2 separate regions of the Mus musculus genome follow, and region 2 is linked to region 1. Evidence: chromatin contacts called from public Hi-C data. All regions are on one chromosome and are shown on one strand. Each heading gives the region's core, a stretch centred on a gene start, on an enhancer-like site or on the middle of the called end of the contact. The rest is flanking DNA. Distances are from core to core; before and after follow the strand shown. Region 1 has its middle 27 kb from the start of D16Ertd519e. Region 2 has its middle 87 kb from the start of Gm29823.

The links. Hi-C and Micro-C count contacts between places; a contact is called where the count stands out from the background.
Region 2: a Hi-C map of cortical neurons shows a contact between it and region 1, with 2.8 times the contacts expected there. The contact joins two enhancer-like sites. A contact is called at or near these places in 3 of 484 Hi-C or Micro-C datasets (cerebral cortex, cortical neurons and cumulus cells).

Annotation. Positions count from the first base shown.
Region 1 is chr16:70,641,819-70,645,580 of GRCm38.p6, forward strand. No RefSeq gene overlaps it. Among named protein-coding and RNA genes, the nearest start is that of D16Ertd519e, 27 kb to the left of the region's middle. Within about 2 kb of position 1,988, at least 8 of the 459 cell types and tissues checked have an H3K27ac peak or open chromatin away from gene starts, as enhancers often do. A contact at or near this core is called in cortical neurons, where this site is marked.
Region 2 is chr16:70,866,691-70,870,452 of GRCm38.p6, forward strand. No RefSeq gene overlaps it. Among named protein-coding and RNA genes, the nearest start is that of Gm29823, 87 kb to the right of the region's middle. Within about 2 kb of position 1,756, at least 4 of the 459 cell types and tissues checked have an H3K27ac peak or open chromatin away from gene starts, as enhancers often do. A contact at or near this core is called in cortical neurons, where this site is marked.

The sequences.
Region 1 (3,762 bases), core at 738-3,237:
ATTTGTCAGAATCCAGATTAGACAGCAGCTCAGCTCTCTTTCTTAGAGCTACAGCCACTACAAGAAAATGACAAGCCTCCCACTGCAAATCTGCACATAAATTCCCAATGCAGGATACTCAGATTCCAGAAGAATATAATGTGCCTTTCTCAATGCCCCAAATAGGAGACATCAAATGATGACTGGCGGTTACTGGTAGCTACATGTTTCTAACTCCTAATGGTTGATACACTAACTGGATGTATCATCCTCCCTCCACAATTTCAGAGCTATGCATTCCTACACTGGAATACTCCCTAAATTCTGGCTGAGGATTCTGGATAACTTGACTACTTGAAGCCCCCCTTCTTCCTTACAGACTTATAGAAACACACCTCCACTATGCCTTGTATTCCTGAACTCTCATCAGGTCCTTCACTATGTCTGTTTATCTATAATTTTGATACCTGAATTCCCTTCATAGCCTCACCAGCCTGATTTCTATCTGCCTATGTTATCAATAATGCTTTTAATAAATTTCTTAGTCCTATAGAACTAGTGTCCCTCTTCAACCTCAAACATGAGACTTTTCAGACACAGCTCTCTGGTCCTTCTGTTGTTATGATTTCAGTAACTAGTAGGTCAAAATTAGTGGCTATAAACAGAATTAGTTAGGACCTCTAAGTATTAGTGGATTGGCTGTATGTGTGACACATAACATGGGTTAGAGACATTTCTCACTCCTAATAGTGCTAAGGTATGAATAGATTATAGGTGAGTCTGAAAGGTAATCTTTTCCTGAGGGTGTCTTGGGGAGATGAAAAAAAATGGAGAATATGCTGTTAGAATATAAATTCGGCCTCCGGGGAAGCTGTTCTAGCTCAAAAGATTATAGAGATCTTTACAACTTTCAGAAGACATTCTGCATACACAGTAACGTGGGATATGAGACCTGGATGAGCACCAGAAGTTATTGATGGATGGCTCTTTCTGGAGCAGAAATGAAATATTCCCTACTGCGTACTGCAATGGACACTTACACTCTTATGGGCGATCCCTGAAGAAGTGGGAGTAAAAGTTGCCTATGTAAAATAGACATAAAATTAAGTAATAGAAAAAATACTGTATGTACTGCTGTTGTACGTCTTTTAACTTTTAAACATTTTTAATTTATTTTTAATTATGTTTATGTGTGTGTGTTTGCACGCAATGTGTCTGTGTCTGTATATATGTACACAAGTGCATATGCTTATATAGCCCTGATTAAGAGACCCCTGGAACTGAAACTAAAGTTGGTTGTGAACAACCCAACACATGATATAGATAGATAGATAGATAGATAGATAGATAGATAGATAGATAAGAGCGCAAGCGCTTGTGTGCTTTTTAAAAACTAATTGATAATAGTAATAACTGACAAAAGAGACTCTGTAATTTTATTTTTTTAAAGTGTGTGTGTGTGTGTGTGTGCGCGCGCGGGCGTGCGCACGGGGACAGGCGTCTATGCCATGACATACCCATGAAGGACAGAGAACATTATTTTGGAAATTGATTCTCTCTTTCCACCGTGAGTATCAAGGGATCAGACTCAGGACATCAGGCCTAATGGAGCAAATGTGCTTACTCACTGAGCCCTTCTTCATGCCCTAAAATAGTTTGTAAAGATTTGAAAGGTGATTAAATGTGGTCCCCTTTCCCAGGACCTCCCTTCAAAGTCATGAAAAATGAGGCAATAGAGCAGGTCACTGATGCCAACTTTTCACTCCGGGTCCACTTGGGGAAGACTTCCTTTGGCAGGATTAGTTCATTCATCTCCTTTGAGCTTTCTCCTGGTCCTCACAGGCTTTATATGGAATGCTTTCCTCCCCCTCCCCTCCCCCCCTTTTTTTGGCTGAAAATTTTCAGAGCTCTATTTATATCAAAGGGGACATCAAGAACCATAACACTCACTAAAAATGAAATCCTACGGCTCAGCCTGCCAACCAGCAGAGGAAGCTTGCAACTGTAAGTGAATCTCTTAAGGCAAGTCACGCACAGAGGAGAGAAGACAGGAAGAGGGCCAGGCAGCTTATGATAGAATGAGAGACGGGGCAGACTGGGAGCGGCAGGCAACAAAACCTCAAAAGACTCACAAAGAGAAATCTTTGGCTTAGCTCTCTGGAAGCCAAGAGACAGGGAAAAAAAAATCATATAATAGAGGCTGCTTTAGGTGTGGAAGGACATTGCCAAGCCCAGGGACTGGTACTGCCCAGGATGTCTGCAGCTCCGAGCAGCAGGGTGAGCATCCCACGGACCCTGAGTTTGCAAAGCCTCTGGGTTACGCGTCACACTTGGCAGCTGTATTTGATGCTCCCCTTGTCAACTGTGTCATTGTTCAATATAAAGGGCAAGAAGGAAAGAGCAGCAGCGACATCTTAAATATTAAGGTTATACAAATGACACCCTCAACATGAGATCAGAGCCATAAACATTTCAGAAAAGGTTGTTTAAATGCTCTATGTATCTGCTATTTTTATATAAGCTGACACCTCCATGGTGGCCTTGAGAAAATGGAAAAAAAAAAAACCTTTAAAGTAACCACCCTCTTTCTTCTGATCCTCTATTAACTTGTGGCTGCTATTCCCACACAGCAGAGAGATAGAACACAGAGACAGGTCATGTATGACGGGTACAGAAGGGTACTTAGAGGCAGCAAACACGTGTATCTTCATTTTCCAAATTAGATCCCTCCGAAATGTTCAGGGGCTTCTCCTTTCTTCTCTTGCAGTGTTTAATCTCTATCCTGTGAAACAGGAAACACTGTCCTTATTTTACTCTGAAGCGACTTTAATGGCAGAGATGAATCTCGATATGGAGGAAGGTGACAGGAACCCGGAATTGTTATTCAATCTCAGTTCTGTTTTTCCCCTCTATGATGATTTCATTTGTCAGAGTAGTTTTAATGCAAAGCTTGTGATCGGGATTTTTTTCCCCCCTTAAACAATTGGTACTACCATCTGTGTCACCTGAGGCTTCTTTTTTCCAATTATTATGCGTTGTAGCTTCGTGTAATGTGACACAATGAAAACATAAATAATTCCAGTCTTTCTTTGCCGGGAGAGAAATCTCCAGACAGTTACATGGTGCCAGCATACCGATTCAAGAGCAGGTGAGGTGACGTAATATTCTTCACACAGAACATGCCACTTTTTTTTTTTCTTAAACTTCATCTGCTCTTTAAAATGCTTTGTTTAGTCTGATTAGCAATAGACTTCAGAGGCATTTTCTAGGGCATAGACCTGTGTGCCTGCAAACTTCCCACTGTGCTGATGAAGCCTCCCTTCACCTATGCTGAGCCGCTGGAGTTCAGAACAACCCTAGGGCATTTTTGTTTTTTGTTTTATATCTCGTTTGTTCTTTCTCTTTGTTCTCTTCCATTCAGAGGAAGGTGTGTGCTAATGCCAAGTTGTTAGAAGTGTACCCAGCAGGGGGTGACTATGAGCTGTTTGGATTCTTTGAAACACCTCTTGCTTATTTACCTAGTGTGTTATATTACAATTAGAGAGCAGCCTCTTCATGAACACAAATGCCCACTTTACAAGCTGTTTATCTTAGTTAGAAATGATTCAGCTTAAAAAAAAAATGGACTTTGAGTGTTCACTCCAGCCCTCTATTATTAGCTACTAGTCTCCTCCCTGAAAGGCCAGGAGCGATGAATGTTGTCTATATTTTCTGGAATAAAGCTGTCTACCAGGAAAATCATACACCTTAGTGAATAATTGAAATGTTATGTCTGGAAAATGC
Region 2 (3,762 bases), core at 506-3,005, 220 kb after region 1:
CAAGATGGTCTATGCTTCTACCCATTTATATAATTTAATTCTCTCATGCCAAATATATGCTCGCTTGGTCATTTTCCTCAGTGTTCCAGATCTTTTCATGGTAATTCTTTATCTTCCTTTTAACCCCAGCCTCTGTTCTCACTGTAACACATGTGAGCAACTTGCAATATCACCAGGAGCCCTTCTCCTTTACCACCTACCAGGAGCTTTCTCCTGCATCATTCTCATTTGCCACACTAAGGCATAACTTAATGTATTCAATACACTTACATTGTAACTGGGCATGGTAGTGAACTTTAATCCCAGCACTTGGGAGGCAGAGGCAGGCAGATCTCTAAGAGTTCAAGGCCAGCTTGGTCTACAAAGAGAGTGTCAGGATAGCCAGAGCTGTTACACAGAGAAATCGCGAATCCACCCTCCCAATACAAATAATCAGACCTTATACCTTAATGAATATGTGTACACACAGAGGATGTAAGATCGAAATGGTCTCTTTATAACATCGCCTATTTTGTAGTAGTAAAAATTTCAAAAATAAGTGTGACAAATAATCATTACTTAACTGGATAGCCTACACTGATTGTCTTTCCTTTTCCATTTTGATTTATGGCTTACAGATTATAACTGTGGCTGAGGTTTAAACAGGATTTTAAAAAGGAAGATAGAAATAAAAGAAAATGAAAAAAAAAGGAGAGCGAATGCAGAAATAAAAGTGAAAAGCAGATTAAGAATGACCTTAAGACACTCTAGTTCTAGTTCGATACGATCAGATGATGGTTAGGGCCACACTTGCAATGATATGGGAAAATGGTAGAACTGATGCTCTCAGCTCCTCTGTGAATGTGTTGAGCTTCTGCTTTCTCCAACTCCAAATTCAATCACTCGAGAGCATTATGCCTCTCTTCCCACACCAAAACCTCAATATTGACAATTTCAAAATTATTGTAGTTTATCGAAAAGACACATGAAGTAATGTCACTAATATGAAAGTTTAAAAGATTGTGTTAGGGAGTGCAGCCATTGTTTTTTGGACTCTCTAGGCCTCCGTCTACATTTTCCTAAAGCATAGTTTGCCTAATTTTAACCTTTAATTTCATTGAGTAGATAATCATCTTATACCTCCACATATCAGTCTGATTCCATGCCAGCTCTTCCCACCTTTAACACTAACATCATTGATGTTTATTGATCTGAGGTTCCTGCATCACCGTCCTTAATTAATTTCAAACACAACAGAATATTTGGGGAATTTATATTCCGGAGCCCATTGATTTCTTGTCTTGCTAGTTTTAATCAGATTTGGGGAAAAAGGAAGATTATGTCAGGGCTGTCTACTCATCTGCTGCTTATAAATGGCATGGGCTCAATCATTAGAAACACTTCAATTGAATAATATTTCTAAACTTTGAAGTGATCAAATGCACCTATTGCATACACATATAATAATATTTAAGCACCAGTTTAAAAAAATGTGTGCTCTAACAAACAAATATTTCTCACACGGCCTTTTAAAGACACAGGGTTTTGTTGCAGTTTATAATGCAGTCTTTATTCTACTTCTCCACTCTATTATATGGCACTGATTTTGAGGCAGACTCCCACATAAATGGCCTAATAATCATGTGAAATAATGGGATCCTGGCATAAGCTTCCATGCTCTGTTTTAATGATAATTCAGAGAGTAAAGTGTATATAATTCTAAACTCACATCTCAGAAGGCAGGTTTTTGAAAGAATGGAACTGCTCATGCTGTTTTGTGGCACAACAGTGACAACCAGTGGTCGCTGACGATTTATTACAGATTTTATATAGATGAAGAAGAAACTGTATTTAACTAAAAATAATCAGCACTAAGAATAGCTTTCTCTTGTTCCCACCCCTGTTTCTTCCTGTTGCTAAAAATAGGAAATTCCTCACTTGACTGAGGAATCATTTTTACACTAAATATCTAAAGTGTAGATTAAAGTGTCTTTACTCAGAGTTCACTGAGGACCCTAACAAAAAGAGACTGACTGAATGACTCTTGATGGAGTTCATTCTATGTAAAATATAAAATAGATCATTTGTCTTTTTTTTTTCTTTAACCTGAAAGATAACAGAAATCTTACGGTGTGACAACAGGTCTAAAACTCCACTGGGCAACAGTTGTGACTGGCTAGTCATCATGTAACATCCCAGAATACTCTTGTCTGCCCTCCTAAAAGATCCATTGTTGTTCTCAAATGAAAGAACAAATGGGGCAAAGTTTTGCTAGATGCAATGACCTAAATCCCAAGTGGTTTTCCCAAGGATTATGGACTTTCAGAAACTGTAAACATTTAATACTAATGATTTAATCTCTGTGTTTATTTTACTATTCTTCAGAGAGATGTACTTCAACATTCCTGAAACTCTCTCTGATACAGAGCAAACTCTAACACTTACCAGCTCCCTTCTTTCTTTCTAACATTCATGACATTCCTATTGTCTCAAACCATCCTCTCTCTCTCTCTCTCTCTCTCTCTCTCTCTCTCTCTCTCTCTCTCTCTCTCTCTCTCTCTCCCCCAAACCTCCGTTTCTGGCTTGCTGGCAATGCTGTAAGAGTGCTTATGGCAAATTTGCTTCTGTAATCATAACTTGAACCCATCTGGGGACGAGGTTGGCTACAAGCTTAGTATTTCCACTTAACATATTCATGATTAGCATGCACAGAAGGAGTAGAATTAGGATGAATGTTTTTGGAACAGTACAGATAAATCCTCATAAATGTAGTACAACAGCTCGGGAAACGCACAGTGCAGGAATGTAATGAAGCTGAACTCTGTAGAGAGTTTGGTATTCTCAGTACCATGCCTCTCCTAATGAACTCATTTAGATTAGAAAATGGATTTAATATTTTATTGGAATTAACCTGAGCCAGTAAAGAGGATTACAATTTCTTTCCATAAATATAGTGACATTACAGGGTGAGGCAGTGTGTTACATGAATATTAAGCACTTTATGAACGTTGTCATGAAGCCAAAAGGAGTAAGGTGATTATATTTTAATATAGTGTTACTGTTCTTACAATAATTTAATTTGAATAGCATATATATATATATATATATATATGTTTAAGAGATTTAAATCAGAACTTTGTTGCTTTTTAGAGCTATAATGCTCAGTGATTAAAATTAAGCTCAAGACAGAGCACATAAGCAAATGGCTTCTGTAGAAAGTTGGTTTTCCTAAGAGTGAGGTTAAGTGACAAGAGTACTTGGCAAAGAAAGGGAAGCTAAGATTGACTTTAACCAAAGGCAAGGATCCTCTCCCTACCACTAGGAAGAAAAGAATTCATTTGCTGGTCCTGACTATCTTGACATACACAAGTGTCCAAGAGGAGAATATTACTACATTGGTGGCTGAGTTTTGCCTCTCCTCTTCCTCATCTTGTCTTTTGTTTTCAGTTCATAGTCATGTCTATTTTGTATGATGAACATACTTCTCACCTCATTTTCTATCTGAGATCCAGGTAGCAATCATGTACCGTGTCTAAAGGAAGCAGGTCGTGAGCTATTGAGAGCCATGTACGCTCCTTGTACCCCCTCTATCCTCGAGCCAATTTCTGTCCTTATGTTTTGAAATGGAGCTGATATATTGTGGGCAAGGGAGCTCATATCCCACGTTTGTAATCTTATAGAGCAAGGAAATAAAGTGCAATGTGACTCTGATGTAGCCTTAAATAAAGGGCACGCTCTGGCCCGGAAGTGCCATTGTTACTCATTCGGTAAAGTCAGCTGTTG